Linked DNA regions of Gasterosteus aculeatus: region 1 is linked to region 2. A link is a contact called in public Hi-C data. All regions are on one chromosome and are shown on one strand. Each heading gives the region's core, a stretch centred on a gene start, on an enhancer-like site or on the middle of the called end of the contact. The rest is flanking DNA. Distances are from core to core; before and after follow the strand shown.

The links. Hi-C and Micro-C count contacts between places; a contact is called where the count stands out from the background.
Region 1: a contact with region 2 is called in a Hi-C map of liver, with 4 times the contacts expected there. The contact joins two enhancer-like sites. A contact is called at or near these places in 3 of 6 Hi-C or Micro-C datasets (liver, skeletal muscle and tail fin).

Annotation. Positions count from the first base shown.
Region 1 is chr9:18,718,602-18,723,553 of fGasAcu3.hap1.1, reverse strand. It overlaps LOC120825525 (protein sidekick-1), which reads right to left. Exons shown (of 41, transcript XM_078109320.1): 20 at 3,783-3,933; 21 at 1,619-1,859; 22 at 480-595. Among protein-coding and RNA genes, the nearest start is that of LOC120825253, 28 kb to the left of the region's middle. Within about 2 kb of position 1,758, at least 1 of the 9 cell types and tissues checked has open chromatin away from gene starts, as enhancers often do.
Region 2 is chr9:18,589,919-18,595,183 of fGasAcu3.hap1.1, reverse strand. No RefSeq gene overlaps it. Among protein-coding and RNA genes, the nearest start is that of LOC120825777, 39 kb to the right of the region's middle. Within about 2 kb of position 2,698, at least 7 of the 9 cell types and tissues checked have open chromatin away from gene starts, as enhancers often do.

The sequences.
Region 1 (4,952 bases), core at 509-3,008, 130 kb before region 2:
ATGCAGGATCTCTAAAGAATATTCCCGGCATGTGTGTATACACAACGAATACGCTCCCGTTGCGTCAGTTCATGTTTTTTTTTTTTCAAATACCAAAAACCATCGGGCTTTATGGATTATTGTCCATTTTTCATAAATGAATAATCCGGGTATTGTTCCCACTACAGCATGACACAAAAACTGCTGTTTTATGAAAGGGTATTAAACATTAAAGCCACTCTCATAAGCATGTGCACAGTTTTACACACACACACACACACACACACACATACTAACCGACTCCGGGGGCTTTTAGAAGAACAAAACTGGAGCAGTTGCAGTGGATTACGTCATTTTTTTAGCTGATATTAGATGCCAATGTGAGCATCCAAAGTGTGCGGAAGCGTTGGAGAAAGTGATAATGGGCTGAGGGGGTCAAGTGTGAAGGCCGGGGCGCGATTGTGTGCATGAGTGTGCGAGTGTTTTTGTGTTTTCTACACCTTGTATCCAAGTACGACTCCATTCCTCTGTGCCTGGGGGAGAGCGGACCACTTGAGCAGGATCCTGGTGGAGCTCACTGCCTCAGCGGTCACATTCACCGGGGACCCAGACGGAACTAGATGATATAAACAAAGCATTTCTAGTCATGTTGAAGAAGAATATTTGTTGTCTTGCTCTTTAAATAAATAAGAGGTAATTTATCCTCCTTCCCCCTCCCAGGACTGCCATGCTGCGCTGATGAAAAATAATCGGCGACAAAGCAACTAGTATTGTAATTACTAATGCGAAATAGTGAGTGAAATCCCCCAGATTCAGAAACATGTAAAATCATGACATGCAAGATAAAAACCAGAATTAAAGTATCACACACAAGTTTGAATCATCTTCATGACTTAATGGTGAAAAATCTGCTGGTGCCACATGGTTTTTCTCCACTATTCAGACTTTGGGTTTTTGACAATATGCCAGAAATAAAACATTCTTTAAACCGAATCACACTGTCAACAGAAACAGCAAAGAGAAAAACAACCTCGATGCCTGCAGTCCTTTAGTACTAATAAGCTAAACTGATTTTAAATTTGAAAAGGCATTTCAGGATGTGGTGGACGGGTCAGATTTTATTTTTATTCCATTCAGACAGCTTGGAGAAAAAAAAACAACCTCAAACAATGTGACTTCTTGAGTGCATTCTGTATCCAAACAATCCGAGGAGCTTAGGGAGCTTTAAAACACCCGGGGATTACCACATGGGACTCTAAGTCTGTGACTTAACAGAATTCGTACATTTGAACTTGTGATTGTGCATGTGGATGGGAAGCGAGGCGCTGCTGCCCTTGTGTCAAAATGTGAAAATCACACTTTCCCGTCACACAAGATACAGATTTGACACATTTAACCAGGTTACTGGGAGTGTGTGTTTACAGCCTCGTGTGTGCGTTTACTGCCCCCCCCCTCCCTGCGTCAATCTTCCCCTGGCTGACATAGAGGGAAAGCGTAGAGGGCGGCGAGCGGAGGGGCCATGAAGGGAGACTGGTGGATGGTAATTGTGCACTTTGTTCCTCATCCTCCTCGTCTCCTGGTACCCCTTTTGACAGACCGCTCTGCAGGAAACAGGGAAGACGACGCTCTGGGTTTTTACCGGATTCCGCGGTGAGGGCGGCGACCGTGTCGCTCCACGGTCCGGGTCCGATGGAGTTGTAGGCCTGGATCTGAACCTGGTACTGCGTCCAGGGGTTCAGGCCGTCCACCGTGGTCTCATTGGTGCCACCCGCTCTCTCCACGTCCTGCGTCCTGTCCTCCCCCTGGCCGTCTGTCCTCCACAGTCTGAGCCGGTACCCCACAGTCTCTGGACTGCTGTTGTACTCGGACTCTGGGAGGGGCTGCAGGGTCACAACGGAGGGGATTAAGGACAGGTCATTCCTGTTTGGACGTCTTTTGCTTGTCACCTTCATGTTTTTCACACAAAAGTGCTATAATTGTTCATGTTACAAATGTTTAAAAACATCTAACAAACATGGTTAAATATAACAGTGACACCCAACTAAGTCTTACGAACTAAGATATCTGCTATTTTCAGCACTTGGCCACACTTGTGCCGTCCCTGCACTTGGAATTTAATTAGTTTTGACTGTGATGGATGAGAGACAAACTATCTACACTGAGGCAGAGGAGAAAAGGATGATTGAACGTGAAACCAATTTCTGTAAAATTGTGATTAATAAAAATGTGGTCAACAGTTTGTTGCTCATTACGACTAGTTCCTGATAATCACCATAGAGTGATAATAACCCACCTGTACCTGTGAGAAATATCTAATACAACGTTCCTCCGGAAAAATGCAATACACACAAAAAGGACACTCACATATACTGAATAAATACATGCACAAAGACATTCAATTGCAATACTGCACAACATTTTTCCAGCATTGGCAAGGACAGACAACAACTATAATTTCAATGTTGAATCACCCGAACTGCTTTAGCTTTATCAGAAAACTGGCATCACTCAAAATTGGTCTCTGACAGCCTTTAAGCCGTAAAATAAAGCCTCTGCCAGATTAACCTTTTCATCTAGACGTCCCCAGTCTCGTCCTGACAACACAAGTGGAATATCAAGTTTAGATCCTAACAATGTGGTAAAAACAAAGACACACACACACATCTACATGTACACAGGTACACACAGATACACACAAAAGAAGTGAAATAGCATAAAGTAGCTCTAAAGAAAAGGGTTATTTATGTGACATGTCTAAATTTAAAGTACATCTTAAAAAGCTTTTACTGTCTTCTCCCCTTTGACATTCCATCCCCTGATCTTCCTCTCTCCATCACCCTCTTCTCCCTGTTTTATTCACACTCTGTCATCCTCTCTCGGCTTCCACTCTCATTTCCTGTCACCCTCCCTCCCTCTGCTGTCCATACTTTTTCTCTGTCACCTCATGCTCCCTCCTCTGCCCCTGAACCTCCACGCCATAATGCATCACACGACCGCCTATTACTCAGCGCCGCTAAAATCACATTAGTGAGAAGTTCGGTCCGTCCGCGGCGCATTATTCCGTAGAAGATTCTTAACCAACTTTGCACAGAGGGAGCGCTTTGTGGCGCGCCGCAGATAAGGATGTGACACACCCCGTCATTTGGAATAGCCCAGGGATGTAGCTCGGCTTAGCATTTAGGAGCTATAATACAGAATGTCACATTAGCTTTATTGCCCTTAATTTGCAGCTTAGAGTAATAGCCTTAGCTAAAACCATTGTGATGGTTTCATTAGAGCAGAAAGGCTAGCATGGCTGAGACTGGGCGCTAACATGCAGGTAAAATCCCATTAGCATGCTGCACAGGTAGCACATAGCGCCTCAGTGTGTGTCTGATTTGACAGGCTCTTTTCTCATTCCAACTCTTAAATGGAAAAATACTCTGCTCTCCATTTATGTGATAATAGAAGAGCGAATGGGGGAGTAAAAGAGAGAGAGGGAGAGAGAGAGGTGGAAGAACGAAGAGCAAAAAAAAGAGAGAAAATGACAATCCCGTTTGTGCTGCTAGCGGTCCGCGCGGTGAATGGACAACCTGACAGATTAGCATTAGCACTGATAACAAGGGGAGACACTGATTATAGGCCGTCAGCCACACGACCGCCTCAAACATGCAACTACTGTATAGTAAAACAAGAACAGAGAAAAAACGATATGCAGAGCAAGTACATCGTTTATATTATAACTTTTTTAATGGGGACAGAAAGGGGCTCAACTGTTTTAAGGACGTGCGTGTGTCTCCACGCATGCTCAGGTGTTTCAGTACCTTCCAGTTGAAGCGCAGGCTGGTCTGTGTGGCAGACAGCAGGGTGAAGTTAGAGGGGTGCGTGTCGGGGGCAGCCTGCAGGGTTTGAATCAGCCTGGAGGGGGCGCTCATGGCACTGGAGCCGACAATGTTCACCTGCCGCATCCTGAACCTGGGGAAGGGCAGAGGGCACAGCTGTAGGGGTGATTTTATAGGACAAGTTTAGTCCAGTTGTCCCGGGTACGAGTACTCCTCAGCCGGTGAATACGGGCGCATGATGTCTACCGGTGGGGAACCTCCGGAAATATCATCCGGATGATGTCATACTGACGCCATGAGGTGTTGTTACCCACAGTTGCTGTTGAAGCTTGTACTTTATCAGCAAACAACTGTGAGAGACCACTTGACCCAATAACACAGCGTAGTGCAGTCAATAGAAATATTACAGGACATGTCAGCCAGGCGACCAGACTTTACAGTTAGAGTGAAGAAAAACTATTTGAGAGCTTTCCGGGCATTTCTAATATTCATGTTATTTGCTCCACAACTGAAACATATTTCACTCTATGGCATCCTTCAGCTGGAACTCTCCACCGGAGGATTTCTGAAAAGGCCACTGGCATATTGTTAAGATGTCTGAGAAAAAGAGATATCACCACACAGACTTGGTGACAAACACACACACACAGATACGCACGCACAACCGCAGCCACGAGGGAGCGCTTGTTACTTTTGTAACTTCTAAATGTAGCCGCGCTTGGCTGTGGGTGTTAAAACGCGTGAGAGAGCAGACTGCAAGCGAGAGACTACGTCTACGAGTTCTGGCTCCCGAAGGCAGGGTGTAAAGAGGGACTTAAAGCGGGGGACATCAAAAGTACAGACAAGTGCATCACTTCATCTAATGTCCCAACGGTGTTGCCTGTGACAACGTAATCCCTGCGAGTGTACATTGTGCGCGCACACACACACACACACAGTCCCATTACACACGGAGCACGAGGCAGAGGCAGACAGACTGATACATGCAGAAGATGGAGAGAGAGATTTAAAGTGAGGAAAGTAAAGTGAGGAAGTGTTGCCGCTGTGGATCACGTCCATAAACTGCAGCCTCTTCACGGCCCTCGAGCGCGGATCAAAGACACTCCTCCATTTCCGACTCTCCGTGTGTCTCGTCTCCCTCCGTCTCTCCCC
Region 2 (5,265 bases), core at 1,449-3,948:
CCATCCGTCCGTCAACCCACCTCCTTGTTACCCCCCGAGGGAGGGAGGTGGAGGAGGGTGGAGGGTGGAGAGGTTGACTTCACACAGAAGTGTTGTCGCACCGTCATCATCGATAGAACTGCAGACACAGCTTTATGATTGACAAGCACAGTGCACCACATTCAGTCTGTATCAAGCCCCCCATCACCACTTTATTTCATATTCTCACCTGCTTGTCCTTGCCACTCCCCTCTCCCTTCCTCTGCCCTCACAACGCCTCCCTCCTTCTGACTTTCTTTCCCCCTTCATTCCTCCTATATCTTCCTACACATTCCCCATGCGTTCACAAATAGCTATCCACCCCCCCTCCCTCTAACACACACACACACACACAGACATTCCCAAGACCCCTCCTCCACATAAACCCCAAGCCTCAGCCTCACATTCATCCTACCACGCCATCTGTGACCCAGAGAAAACGGTGTCATGACACCAGCGTGACCTTTTCTGTGCTCTGGGTTTGGCACCCCAACATGATCGCACAAGGAGCATTCGCACAAGAAACACACAACATATCCAGTTTCTCACCATCACTGTCGCTACAGCAGGAAAAGGGAGGGAAAAAAAACATGGCAACGCACAATTTCCCCTCACAGGTCCTGATGCTGGATTTCGACAAACGGTCCAAACGCTAAACCTTGTGCATCAACAAATCGCACACTAATCTGGACACCTGCCAGCACAACAGGGCAACTTAGTGTGCGCCTACAGTTGTGTGCCAGATCGGGCGCCGCAGTTAAGCAGGTCATTGACTAAGAGGAGGATTATCAATGCTTGGAAACTGTGACACCCCTCCCATACACATCCTCAATACCTTAATCCTGCAACGATGACCCTCCAATCTATGTATCATAACAATAACAATGATTTACTCATCCAGTCTAGTGCCCCCCCCTCCCACCCCTAACAATAAACCTGCTTTCATTAGCAGTGAGACGTTGTTGTTGCTGGCCCTGTAACCCGTGTCATCCTCCTGCAGGGACACATCCCAAGTCAAGAGGCCAATCCGGTCTAATACATTTACGTTTTTCATTCAGCTGACGCTTTTATCCAAAGCGACTTACAATAAGTGATAAATCAGACCCTTGTTTCCAGGTCAGGAGGCGTCGTGTCACTTTCCCCCCTGATCACCATGCTGTTGCTCTCGGTGAAGTGGCATCCAGGGTAAATCGATCTAAAATATACACATCAACGAACGTATCACCGGTGCACCGTGTGGCGTTTGGAAGCCAGGACTCTCACCTTGTCCGTGCAACATGTGGCAGCAGCTCCCGAGAAGGAGCAGCAGGAGCAGAGGCGGACACTGGCTCCCGCCGCGGGCCGTCCCCGCCGCCGTCCTCCTCGCTCGGCCCATCGCCGCCGACCGCTCCTGGCTCAAAATCCCCGCTTTCATCACGCAGGGGGGAAAGGGGACCGAGAGCGTCCGTGTCCCGCTTGGTGCTTCAAGTATGCTGCTGCAACTCTCTCTCTCTCTCTCTCTCTCTCTCTCCCTCTTTCTCCCCCCTCGCTGTCGCTCTGCTCCTCGCACACGACTGAGAAGAAGTCCGAGGAAACGGGCTCCGGCTCCGCGCCTCCCCGGGGGAGTGAAGCTCAAGAGCTCCGGGAGTTCACCGCTGTCGCTTGCCGCTTCCAAGGGTCCTCGGCTCCGGTGTTTAAAAAATAAAGATTGTAAAAAACATCTGAAGGAAATAGAAAGAAAAAGCAGACGGGGAAAGGGGGGTCTTCGTGGCTTCACGGTGTAACGGAACGGTAATCTCTGAGTCCGGGTGTCTCCTCCGTCCCGCAATACCTCATTTTAATTAGGATTGATCCAAAAGCGCCGGATTAATACACTTGAGTGTATTTTAGATTTATCGGCTTATTCTCCGCTATCGACCCTCAAACGCGCGCTTGTTGTGAGGTCTTCTCTGGGGGATTTGGTCCCGCGGGTCATTTGTAACTATTGGGAGAGTGCTCGTATTAACAGCGCGCGGATTCCGGTAAACCGACTATGTGCACTCCGACTCTATTGTTTAATTAAACGAACCGGAAAGTCCTTTTTTTCCACCCTCCCGCGAAAGCGTAGTGATGGAGAAGCGTGAAGAAATCCAAAATGAAGGTGAACTGTTATCCCAAGTGGTCGCGGGTCGAAACGACCCACCGCCCCTCCCCGGCTGCTGGCTCTCTTTCCCTCCCGGCAGGGGCTCTCCTCTCCTCGGATACCAGAGAGGCTAAGTTGCCGGTCTTATGTTACACGGAACGATGACACAACAGGTTAGCATGAAAAGAAAAACGCATTATAAGTTTTCTCCGTAACTACTCCCGTCGCATTTGCTCTGTTAAAAGGCGAAAGGGAGCCGGTAAAAGTCGAGAGGGGGGGTAACAGTCGGTTTGAACCGCGGGGGGGAAACGTCCGTTAAACCGACGATGACGAGACTCCCGCTGCGACACTGGAGCATTTCGCTCCCTGTTATCCAGCAGTCTCTAACGGTCCTCCACAACAGTCCAGTCGGGGGAAAAGAAAAAGGTTACTTCCCAAAAAAAAAAAAAAAACGTTTTCAGTGTTCTCCCCGCGTACTCACGGTGTTTTTATAGCGTTTCTTCGTCCGGCACCCAGTGGAGGCTCGGGGAGCCGACTGAAGCGACGCGTCTCCCCTTTGGCTGAACACCTGCCACCCTCCTCGACCGCTTAGGAGGGAGGGAGGGAGGGAGGGAGAGGGGGGGAGAGAGAGAGAGAGAGGGCGCTTGTTTAGACGTATTTAACGGTCTTCGGCGAACAGCTCCTATTTACGGGTGTTGTTTTAACTTTTCCCGCTGATGTCCTCGGTTCCCTCGCTCAGCCTCCCCGTTGGTTTCTCCCTCGAGCTTGCTATCCCAAACTCTGAAACTAAACTTCTATTCACTATCATCCCTTCTTGTGCTGATTGGTCGACCCGAGTGCTCCCGCTGTTCCTATTGGTCAGCCCGAACTAAGGGGCGGGAGGTGATGCCAGCACATGAGAGAGCGTGGTGGAAGGCGCCCCCAAATCCCCAAAGCCCCCAAACCCCCACATTAGTAAGAAGGGTAATAACTATTTATCTCCTGTCTAAAATTGCTACGTAGTCGATTGAATTTTAAGTTTTAGGTTTTAATGGACTTCAAATTGTTACAGTATACTATTTAATAGATCATGTGTGTAACTAAGGAGGTAGTAAGACAACAATGAGAAGAACACGTTTTTTTTAAAGGTACTAACTTCAAAGATCTTAAAATTTTACAGAAGTGGGACTCAGGAACACACATGCTCCATAAAAACAAAAACTGCCTGCAGCCTAGCAGCTTATACCGATAACCTAGTTTCTTCCATGGTGAGGGTCATTGAATCACACATTAATATTAAAAACACAGTGACCTTATCCTTTATTGTCTCAATAAATCCTCAGAGGCAGACTTTCCATCCCCTAAGTGGTCAAACAGTCGGCCCAAACGGTCCAGTTGTGCCCAACACATTCTCCTCAAGCACCTTCGCCCCGGTTCTTCCACTTATCTTTCCATCCCGGCTCATTTGGCAACTGGCTCCTTGCTTTCTGTTTCCAGTAATTAAAGAGGCTATGATGCAACTACTTTCCATGTAAGGTTTTTGCCACTCAGTCTGAAGGGGAAAACTCCAGGGATTCGTCTGGATGCCACATAAAAAAAAATCCCCATCTTGTAGATCCGAATAGCAATCAGAACCATGTTATAATGTGTGGAATTAAAAAGGGAAAGAAATCAATAGGAGTAGATGAACTTGAAGCCTCGTGAGAGTCATTTGCTCTGGCTTTCTCAAATCCCCAAAACACATATTTAGTCAACTGCTAAAAGTTTATTGTCAGAGTAAGTAGGAAACATAAGGATAATTAACAGAAACTACTTTCTATTGTACTGCACAGAAATCAGCCATTTGATTGGAACATTTCAGGATACTGTATTTCTTATTTGTAAACATATTATTTACATTTTTTAAATTCATATGGTAGTTGTTGTTGAAAATATTAGGGATCAAAACATTATTTTCAGTGAGGAATTTCGGTTGTGCAGTAGATGCCAGATAAATCCTCACTGATTGGCTATTCCTGCCCTGAGCATCGTGTGATCTTTTGAAAACTGTTCTTCTGAAAGGATGCTGCTCATCCCTAAAGTCCCTTGTGTAAACTATGCCACGGTGCATCAAAGCCGCTCTGACACCTCAATGTAAACACCTTTACATCCCGCTGGTTTGCCACTCATCTCTATTTCACAGATAGAACTCGCTGCAACTCTGTGACTCTCTAAGCAGGCCGTCTTTCTGCCCGGGTCTTCACTGTCCTTAGCCTGATTGCACAATACCCCAAAACGCCGCCGCCAAACCCTGCATTTCCTCTCAGATCATTTTCCTCAAGGTGCACTGCAAACTGTTCAGCAGCAGCACACCTGGCTGACCGATTTTTCATCTCTGTACCCCCCCCTCACCCCCCACTTCCCGTCCCAACGGTGTTGATACCTTTTTGTGTTGGCCTCCCTGTGGGACCTTCAGTTGCCTCCACCTACCTCCACACCAGGCAAGAAGCAACGCGCTCGGAGACGAGCGAACGACCTCTTAAATATTGGACGTGTGCCAGTTGCTATGATACCATCCCCCTTTTTTTCTCCTGCTCACACACAACTGTGGTTTTTCGCTCTTTTCACAGAGCTACTTTGGTTTGTTTGCAATCATTATTCTTTTCTAAAAGCCTTCCGTTGCACTTTTTTTTTTTAAATGAATATATTACCAGGCTTTAAATAGTATAATGATGCCTGGTCACCTCTGACCTTCTTCAAACTTTCTGACTTGTTTCGAATTCTTCTGAGCTCAATATTCTAATAAAGCTATCTCATTTACTTTCCTCCGGTCTCCGTCCTGTTCCCGGCGAGGCAGGTCATGGATATTGCAGCCATGTGCATGAATGTAAGCAGCATTTTAACACATTTAGCTGCGGGGGAAAATATCCTTCAGAACTGACCTGAATCCTAAATTGAAACAAGGCTGGAAATTCATAAAGGAATGTACAGTAATCCCTCGTTTATCGCGGGGGTTACGTTCCGAAAATGACCCGCGATAAGTGAAATCCGCGAAATAGAAAACTTTTTTTTTTTTTACAATCAGCAACTATTACATGTATACAAATACAGTGGCTCGCGTGTAGGCCGTTTCACTGCTCTTCAGACTGGGCCGCTGCATCCTGACTGCGCTCTGCAGTGTTCTCTTC